2 separate regions of the Pan troglodytes genome follow, and region 2 is linked to region 1. Evidence: chromatin contacts called from public capture Hi-C data. All regions are on one chromosome and are shown on one strand. Each heading gives the region's core, a stretch centred on a gene start, on an enhancer-like site or on the middle of the called end of the contact. The rest is flanking DNA. Distances are from core to core; before and after follow the strand shown. Region 1 overlaps LOC129136803. Region 2 has its middle 130 kb from the start of TNFRSF19.

Evidence for each region. Capture Hi-C pulls out chosen DNA fragments and counts their contacts.
Region 2: a capture Hi-C map of stem cell-derived neural stem cells shows a contact between it and region 1, with 5 times the contacts expected there. The contact joins two enhancer-like sites. A contact is called at or near these places in 4 of 7 Hi-C or Micro-C datasets (blood, induced pluripotent stem cells and stem cell-derived neural progenitor cells) and 1 of 1 other capture datasets (stem cell-derived neural stem cells).

What each region holds. Positions count from the first base shown.
Region 1 is chr14:22,656,710-22,661,546 of NHGRI_mPanTro3-v2.0_pri, reverse strand. It overlaps LOC129136803, which reads right to left. Exons shown (of 4, transcript XM_063792168.1): 3 at 2,216-2,392. Among named protein-coding and RNA genes, the nearest start is that of SACS, 36 kb to the right of the region's middle. Within about 2 kb of position 2,791, at least 2 of the 24 cell types and tissues checked have an H3K27ac peak or open chromatin away from gene starts, as enhancers often do. A contact at or near this core is called in stem cell-derived neural stem cells, where this site is marked.
Region 2 is chr14:22,885,442-22,890,278 of NHGRI_mPanTro3-v2.0_pri, reverse strand. No RefSeq gene overlaps it. Among named protein-coding and RNA genes, the nearest start is that of TNFRSF19, 130 kb to the right of the region's middle. Within about 2 kb of position 1,853, at least 4 of the 24 cell types and tissues checked have an H3K27ac peak or open chromatin away from gene starts, as enhancers often do. A contact at or near this core is called in stem cell-derived neural stem cells, where this site is marked.

The sequences.
Region 1 (4,837 bases), core at 1,542-4,041:
AGCTTGTACATCAGCTTTTTGTCCTCTGGAAATGTGTTGAAATTTCTTGTCTACTGATACCCTTCCATGCTTTTTTTGTTGCATGAGTTTATTCCTCTTTGTATTTCTACGTTGTCATTTCATTGGGGTCTCAGGAGGGACACGAGGTAAACACATATGTTCAGTATGTCATCCTGAACTAGAATAGCCAGGTTTTGGTTATGGAAAATAATAATGCTGAATGTTTTTTGTCTAAGCATACATTTTCATTTCTCTGTGTAGATATTTAGAAGTGGATGTATTTAACGTACTGAGTAACTGACAAACTGTTTTCCAAAGTGACTGTATCTTTTCTACATTCCCACCAGCAATGTATAAGGATTCCAGTTCCTCTAAATCTTTACCAGAATTCGATATTTTCAGTTTTTCTGATTAGAGACATTCTAGTGTGTGTGTCATAGTATCTCAGTATGGTTTTAGTTCGCATTTCTTTAAGCACTGATAATGTTGAGCAACTTTTCATATGCTTATCTGCTATCATAATATATTATTTGGTGAATTATCTGTTCATATCTTTTGCTCAACATTTTGAATTGTCTTTTTTTAATGGAGTGATAAGAGTTCTCTATTCTGATGCAAGTCCTTTTTCAGACACGATTTGCAAATATTTAGTCTCAGCTTGAGACTAAACTTCGCATTTTCTCTTTTCTTTATTTTTTGGAGACGGAGTCTCACTCTGTTGCCCAGGCATTACAATAATAAATTTCCCAATATTAAACCATTCTTCAATTCCTAAAGTAAATTCTATTTAGCCTACTCTTTTAATATGTGGTTAAAATATTTTTATAATATTTTGTGATTTTACATCTATATTCATAAAAAGATCATAGCTTCGCATCTTTTTAAAGGTTTTTATCTTTTGTCATTAAGATTGTTCTTGCTTCATAAAATGAACTCAATAATTGTCTTTGTTTTTTCTGTATGTTTTAGTACAGCCTGAATAGCCTATGAATGATGTATTATCACAGAATTTAAAGACATTTACTTCTAAAGCCCCTTAAGACTAAAATCATGGTTCTCAAATCTAATTGCATATTAAAATCACCTGGAGAGCTTTAAAAACTCTCAATGCACAGGCCACACCCCTGATAAAAGAATTCAGAATCTCTGATGTAAGGATTTTTAAATGCAAAATAAAATGAAAGGCTCAATAGTTTATAAAGTTTGTGCTAGATCTAATCTTTTCTGGTTTTGTCTGTAATTGGTCCAATAGTAAATATTGATTCATCTGTAATTGTTCTGACATCAACTAATGGTGTCCATAGCAATAGCACTACAAGCTAGTTTCTCTGCCTTTATCTTGCTTTAATTGTACACAAAACTAATAAGGCAAAGCACGTAATATAATAACTATTTTAAAAGCAAATGAAACAAACTTTGGAAGGTTAAGTGGCAAAGCCGCTTGACTCCCATCACTTTGGCATTTCAATCAATAATAGAGTCTAAAGACCAAACAATAAAACAATGGTTAACATAGAAAAAAAGAAATATGAGTTCATTAACTAACCAGGAGATCTTATTTCCAAAGAGTAAATCTGATTACATTGTTCCTGTTTAAAACCCTTCAATGGCTTCCTTATGCCTAAAAGGAAAAAAAAAAATCCAAATTCCTTTGTGTGGCATAAGAGGTTCTTTGTGTAACGCAAGATCTGGCCCCTCATCACCTCTCCAGTCGTATTTCTCAAAAGACCTCTCTTGCTTCCTATACTCAGTCATGCAAAATGTTCTGCAATGCTCTGAATGCCCTGGCTTTTCTTTTCCTTTTTGTGCCCATGTCTGTGCCCAAGTTATTTGCTTTTTCTGAAAGATCTATCTTTCAAAACCTTCTTTTCCCTCCCTCCCTCCAATCCTGTTGACCAACTTATCTTTTAAAGTCTGATTCAGTTTCAGGGCCATCTCCTCCGAGACCTTCCTTCCTGACTGCTTCTCGAGTTCCCCTATAAAACAGTGACTGCCCAAAGAGCAGCAACAGTTTGTAAATCATTCCATTCATGCTGCCTAGAACAAAGCTGCAGTTGTGTTTAATAAAGGTTTATCAAATGGATGAAGACTGGTCACTATTAGTCTTGACCCCTTCTATTTGAAATATGTGAAATACACAAAGTAAAATATAATTTCTGATAGGGGCTGATATCAGGAACTGTAGGAGATCTGTCCATTGAATCCAAGGTCTTACCTATTAAATCTCTACTGTGGCCAGTCTGCGCTCCTGGATTTTCAAGGGGCTCCGTGGAATTGGGAGGCTGATGAAGCTGGCGACCACCCTCCGTAAGCATGCTGTGTTGGTGATTCCAGTGCTTACTCCTTTCCTCAAATGTGGTCATAAGAAGTCAGGAAAGTCAATATGCTTTCACTAGGAAAAAAGGAGGAAAGCCTGCTTTAGTTGGTTGTTACATTTTTGATGAGGCGAAAATTCAAACAAAACTATAACCACAAGGACCATTAATTGTTCTTTCCTGTTAATAACCATAGTTAGCCAATTGGATTGTGAGTGTGTGGCATGCTTGTATTGTGTATGTGAGTAGGGAATGCACGTGCGTTAAAGTTCACATGTGCTTAAGAGCTTAGACACACCCGCAATTTGCAAGACAGCTTCATGTCCTGATGTGGCCAAAGCTGTGTAAGAAGCCTGAGCTGTAATTACTCCGCACAAATTTACATCCTGGGGTGCTCACATCATCCTGTGGTCTGTATGCTCTGTGGCTACACACCTGGCTGAGAACAGAATTAATGATGAGAAACGTGCCTGCTTCTCTGCATAAAAGATGATGTCTGAGTAGAAGGTCGCCAAGGGAGGATTAAGAGCAAGAATGCGAGAATGTGCTCAGGAATCCGTGCGTGAGATGATGAGCTTGTGAGCTGATGTTGATTCTGTGCAGTTCCCAGTGTCTTATTCACAGGCAAGATTTTCTTGCTCATCGTTCAGCCTTCAATGTTTTAAGCAAAGATTTTTAAAAAGATCTAACAGGAAACGAGGAGCTGCAGTGAAGCTTGGGCAGTCAGTTCGAATCTGAGTAAATATCTGTCAGATTGGAGAAGCGCTGAAAGCATTAAGATACTTGGAGATTTCTCTTTTTCTTTGGCAAGAAGCATGACTGAGACAGGTAAGGGCTAGGAATTCTTCCGGATCACTCCCTCCAACAATGGTCTTTCCTTTGAATTTGCACTTTGGAGTTTGACACAGATTAGTGCTTCCTAGTCCTCTAACTGTAACACATGCCTCAGTTTCCCTTCTCCGATAAGATTGCAATATCTTTGGGTGCAGAAAAAAAAATAGTTGATCCTTTTCTTTGTAGCCCAGCAAGTTCCAGGCACATTAGAAACTGATTAGAAACTGGTACACAAGTGTTACTTGCTTAATTTATTATAAATGCTTTAAAAATGAGGTAATGACTATCATTGAAAAATAAAACCAAACTGTGAAGAACTTCTCTCTTCCTGTTAGTGGAGACTTTCCACATAATTTTTTTTTTTTTGGGAGGCAGTGGACATGTTGAGTTTTCAATTGAATATTTTGCTGCAAACAACTTAGGAGGAGAGGAAAAAAGAAAACGCAAAGCCAAACAAAGCTGGTATTTTTCAAGTGCTCATTAATTTCAAAACCACGGTGTCTTTCATTGATTTTTTACCATTAAAAAGGACAGCAATGCCCATCTGCTCAAAATTCCATCCAGAAATGAAATTATGAATTAAAGCTGTGTTACACATGTACAATTGAGACATCCTCTGTTTGGGCCTGCCAGATGACACACTGAAACAGCCTGGGGTCTGCGCTTGGGGTGCTGCCAAGGAAGCAGATACACGGCTGATGAAAATCATCCATCATTTCAAATCAGAGGTACCATATTCCTGCAGACTCCTGTTATGAACAATCTCATTTGATCTTATATTGGAAAAAGCTGTCTTCAACACTCAGGCCTGGCCCCAGGCACAACGAGGCAGATGGAATAGGAATCTCTCATTCCATGCCTGCATTTGCCGGAATTCTAGGATTCTGTCAGAAGTTTTCTTGTATGAGCCTAGCCTGACAGGATTAACTTCACTGAGTTGTGCTTCAATATCAGTTCTTACCTCCTTCAATTTGTGCAAAAACTCTCATGGAGGACAGTGTTCATCATTTTTTCACTTAAAACCATATATATGAGTCATTATATAGAGCGATTCTTTTTAGATTCAGTTTCTGGGAAAAAAATTAAAAAGTCACATGATCTTTCTGTCTGCTAATGATATTATGCACGTTGCTCTTGTCTCTATTTTTGCCTTGGCCTCCAGGAAGCTCACAGCCACGTTTTACACTCAAATACAGAAATAATATTACCATATGCTAGTATTACCATATTTGTGATACTCTTTTCTGTTGATCCTTAGTTTCCATTTCCATTCTTCTTTTATTAAGCCTAACACTTTTTTTGTTGTAAGCTATATCAAAATCATTTTGGAGAAAGGCCAGGCTTATATAAATGATAAAGCATAAACATCTTTTATTTCCCAGCTAAGTGGTTTGTGTTTTAGAGTATATACTTTTAGAAGAAACAGATTGTTTCTTTAAACAGATGAGAATCAAATATCTTGCTTCTTCATGAAGTTAACCACAGTTAGATCATCCACATTGACACAGATGCCTGATAAAAGATCAGGATTGCGTTTGATAACCAGGTTTCTCTTACACATTCTCAGCAGCTTTCAGTCTCTGAAGTTTTTAGTCTTCTTTATTTACTACATTAATCTTGAAAGTAAACAAGGTTCTTATCTAAAATTAATATTTTAATATTAAAAGAATTTATTAGAAAAGAATTTA
Region 2 (4,837 bases), core at 604-3,103, 230 kb before region 1:
TTTTGTGAGCCAAATCATTAAAATAGGACATTTGGTTTTTGTTTTTTCTTTTGGCCACAAGTAAATACACGTTTAAGCAATAGCTTCCTACAGCTCTTGAATTATGCAATATAAAAATGCCAGTGTGTTTTAATTTTAGTTTTCTAGGTCATGTAATTGGAAAATGATTTCAATGAAAACAATGAAAAAAATGTAATATATCTTTTAATCTGTGAAACAAGAATGAGAAAGTTATTTCTCATCTCACTCTCCAAAAGTCCCAGGGCCTTGTGCCTCTCTGTGCCCTGGGCTGGCCTCACCGTGGGTCAGTCCTGCTCCCGCGCCTGCTGCTGAGCTTCCTGATGCCTGGCCCTGCCCATTCAGACTGGATTTGTCCAGATTCTCCCAGCATTGTAGAAAAAACAATCGCTCATATTTAACGAGTTCTTTTGTGTGTCTCAGACAGGGTTCTAAGGGTTCTACGTACACTAACACACATAAGCCTCATGAGTGACTGGGGCTACAGAGGGGCATCACCATGCCCAGCTACTTTTTAATTTTTACTTTTGTAGAGATGGTGTCTGGCTCTATTGCCCAGGCTAGTCTAGAACTCCTGGCCTCAAGCAATCCTCCACTGTAATTACAGCTGAGAGCCACTGGGTCCAGCCTATTTGTAATCCATATTTCATAGATGTGATGCTTAGGCACAGAGAAGTTAAGCAGCTTGCTGGGGGCCACACAGCCAGTGTGACTCCAGCCTCCCCACTTTTCATTCGGATGTTATACTTCACACCTTCGGAGAGCTGCCCTCTCTGCCTTGGCGGACCTCACCCCTTCCTCTGCTGGGTAGACTCCACTCCTTCTGCAAGAACCTTCACATTGCTTGCTCTATTCGAGTCTCCCCTGTAGGCTTGGGCCGGCGGCTTCCCTGTACCTCCAAGTTCTCGCACTCACCTCTTGGCGCTGTAACCTCGACGTTCACCTCCATCCCCCTGTTCCTGTGGCCCCGCTGAGGCTCCTGCTTTCCATTGTTCGCATTTTAAGCATCTAGCACAGGCTAGGCATGCAGGAGCTCAAGAAGTATTTGCTGAAAGCATGAAAGAGTGGCTTGCACAGTACAAGCCCTGGCAGCAGGTGCGGGGCATGGAGGGGGACCTGTTTTTCATGGGTGCTCAGGGCAGTGGCTCTTGTGCCTGAGCTGCCTGGGCCCCCATAAGCCGGGCCTCCCTGAGCTCCCCACCCTCTGCGCTGTCTGTGGTCCCTTCTGCCCACCACTGCTTTAGGCACTTCTCTTGGCTATTTCGAAAACATGGGCAGAAAGCGGATCACAGGAAATTATAGAAAGACCAGGCCTGAGCACGGTGCGGGGCTGAGGGTGGACTCCAAGTGAGGAACAGTCTGTATCATGAAGCCCTCACAAAAGTCAGGGTCCGGGTGTGCGAGTGGGCACAGGCTGTGCAGTCCTTGAGCGGCTCAGCCTCTCCTCTCAGAGGTGGTGTCCTGACAGTGACAGTCTGGAAAGCCCTGCACAGAACCCCAGTCCCTCTCTCACTGAACACACCTGGAGCTCTTAGGGGCTTATGAGCGCCCTGCTGTGCAGACCCTGTTCCAGATTGCAATGCTGCATGCCTGCCAGGGCACCTGCTGTGCTGTGAGGGCCATCTTGATGGCCCTGAGGCTCCCAGGTGTCCCCACAGCCATGGCCCAGCACCCTCAGTTATGGCCTCTATGTCCAGCTGCTGGCCGCTGTGTCTGGCTGCTGGCCTGGGCAGTGGCCACGGCTCTTAGTCACCGCTTGCACAAGTTCTTCTGGTTCTGCTCAGTCCAGCCCTCCTGCGCCTGGCCCTTTGCGGTTGCTTTCTTTCCAGGCCCCTCCAGTGCATCTAAACCTCTCTGCTGTCCGAAGGCCCTGGCTGTGGTCTCTGGGGGCTTGTGGGGAGATCGCTTGCTTCCTCAGTCCATGACTTGATACCTCAACTATGCAATTCAGAATTATTTGTGTTTCGTGTGGTTGTTTCGGCTGTATCACGTTGCAAGCTCACATATAATTTGTTGACCGTTTTCATTCCCCTGAGGTCTCTTTCAGTGTTTGTATTTTCCAAATACTTTATCTCCTTGCCATTAATAACTATGTTTGGGATTCTTGTCCTCCTTGGTGTAATAACTTGCATTTTTTCCACATTGACCTCCCTTTATTTACTGCCATTAATTACCGCCTTTTGCTATTTACATCATCTTCTCCTCCTGAGTGGGAGTCTGATTTAGTTTCAGCTAATGGACAGCCACCCACCCCAGGCTCCTCCAAGGGGAGGCAGTGTCAGAGGGAATTAACCCTACCATGGGGCTGACAGCAATCGATCGGTCTTCTCCTGGCTGAGACAGGACTGTTCCTCCAGGTCCTGCCCACCACGACCCATCACTGAAGCTGATGGAAGGACTTGGAGATAGGATCTGTGATGAAAACGTGAAATAACTGGGGCTGCTTCACTTGGAATGCCCTGTGTTCTTCTTGTGGGTGAGAAGTTATTACATCACAGAGGAAGACTAATTCTATTTCCCATCTCTCTTACAGGGTGTAAATCGGTTAATACCAGAGTAAGGGGTGGCATTTAGATTTGAGAAAAAGCTTCCCAATAATTATCTTGAGGCATGAGACAGGGACAAAGGAAGGTTTCCTGCGTTGGGAAAGGGGAGTTCTCTTCCTCCAAGATCTTCAACAATAAAACAGGGATTCTTCTATCCAGAAGGGCCTAAATCTTCACCCCTTATAAAATGGGATCCTTAATGCCTTTAGACTCTCTCAATATTTTCTGGCTTTGATTCCAGCCCTTTGGACATTGTTCTCAATATTATGCTTTCCTTCTACTCTATGCTAACCATTTATCTCAGTATCTTTAGAGTCATTTTGATATAAGAACAAATGAGTCTCAATAGGTTTACAACAGGCATTTTAAAATAAGGAACCTTATTTGATCTTCACACATCTCATGTCAGACATTGAAGATGGTTTGCTTGTGTCTGCCATTTTGGGATCTCATGTCCCACATGAAACTGAGAGCTTCAGTTGCTTCAGCCTGGGAGTCAGTAACTCCAGGGAAGGATCTCAGCCATGGGACAATGGGAACTAAATCCCTACGCTGCTGGTTCTTCCTAAGTACTGCAACCCAATGTCCAATAACCATGACAGTTAGTGCCGAAAAAGTGAAGGACGCAGATTATGTATGCCTGAAACAGATTATGTGCTCAATACATACATTGGTGGCTTATGGTGATAACACAATGACGGAAATGATCCTAAGGCAGCTATTTTTCCTTTCTGTGTCTCCATATAGACATATTTATATTCAGGACTTAATTATATATACATGCATACTCAGAGATATTGTGGATTGCATTCCAGACCACTGTAATAAAGTTAATATTGAAATAAAGTGATTCACACAAGTTTTTTGGTTTCCCAGTGCCAAGAAAAGTTATGTTTACATTATACTGTAGTCTAACAAGTGTGCAATGGCATTATGTCTTTAAAAAAGTATGTACCTTAATTAATAGTTTATCGCTTAAAATGCTAATAATCATCTAAGCCTTTAGCAAGTCATAATCTTTTTGCTGGTGGAGGGTCTTGCCTTGATGTTGATGAGGGTGGTGGTGGTGGTTGCTGAAGGCGGGGGTGGCTGTGGCAATTTGTTAAAATATGACAATAATGGCCAGGCACAGTGGTTCATGCCTGTAATCCCAGCACCTTTGGGAGGCCGAGGCAGGCAGATCACTTTGAGGTCAGGAGTTCGAGACCAGCCTGGCCAATATGGTGAAACCCCGTCTGTACTAAAAATACAAAAATTAGCCAGGTGTGATGGCACGTGCCTGTAATCCTAGCTATTCGGGAGCCTGAGGCAGGAGAATCGCTTGAACCCAGGAGGCAGAGGTTGCTGTGAGCTGAGATTGTGCCATTGCGCTCCAGCCTAGGCAATAGAGTGAGACTCCATCTCAAAAAAAAAAAAGACAACCAGAACTTCTTCCAAAATTGGAGTCAATGCTCTCAAACTCTGCTGCTGCTTCATGAACTAAGTTTATGAAGTATCCTAAATCCTTTGCTGTTCTTTCAACAATGTTCACAACATCTTCTTTGGACTAGACTCCATCTTAAGAAACCACTTTCTTTGTTCATTCATAAGAAGTGACTCCTCATTCATTCAAGTTTGATCATGAGACTGCAGCAATTGCATCACGTCTACAGGCTCCACTTCTCATTCTAATTCTCTAATTCACCACATCTGCAGTTATTTCCTCCACTGAAGTGTTGAACTCCTTAAAGTCATCCATGAGGGCTGGAACCAGCTTCTTCCAAACTCCTGTTAATGTTGATATTTTGACCTCCTCCCATGAATCACAAATGCACTTAAGGGCACGTAGAATGGTGAATCCTTTCCAGAAGGTTTTCAGTTTACTTTGCTTAGATCCATCAGAGGAATCACTGCCTATGGAAGCTATGGCCTTACAAAATGTATTTCTTAAGTAATAAGACTTGAAAGTCAAAATTATTCCTTGATTCATGAGCTGCAGAATGGATGCCGTGTTAGCAGGCAGGAAACAACATTTATCTCCTTGTACACCTCCATCAGAGCTCTTGGGTGATCAGGTGCATTGTCAGTGAGCAGTAGTAATTTGAAAGCAATCTTTCATTCTGAGCAATAGGTCTTAGCAGTGGGCTTAACATATTCAGTAAACCATGATGCAAAAATATATGCTGTCATTCAGGCTTTGTTTTTCCATCTCTAGAACACAGGCAGAGCAGATTTGGTATAATTCCTAAGGGCCCTAGGATTTTCAGAACGGTAATTGAGTATTGGTTTCAACT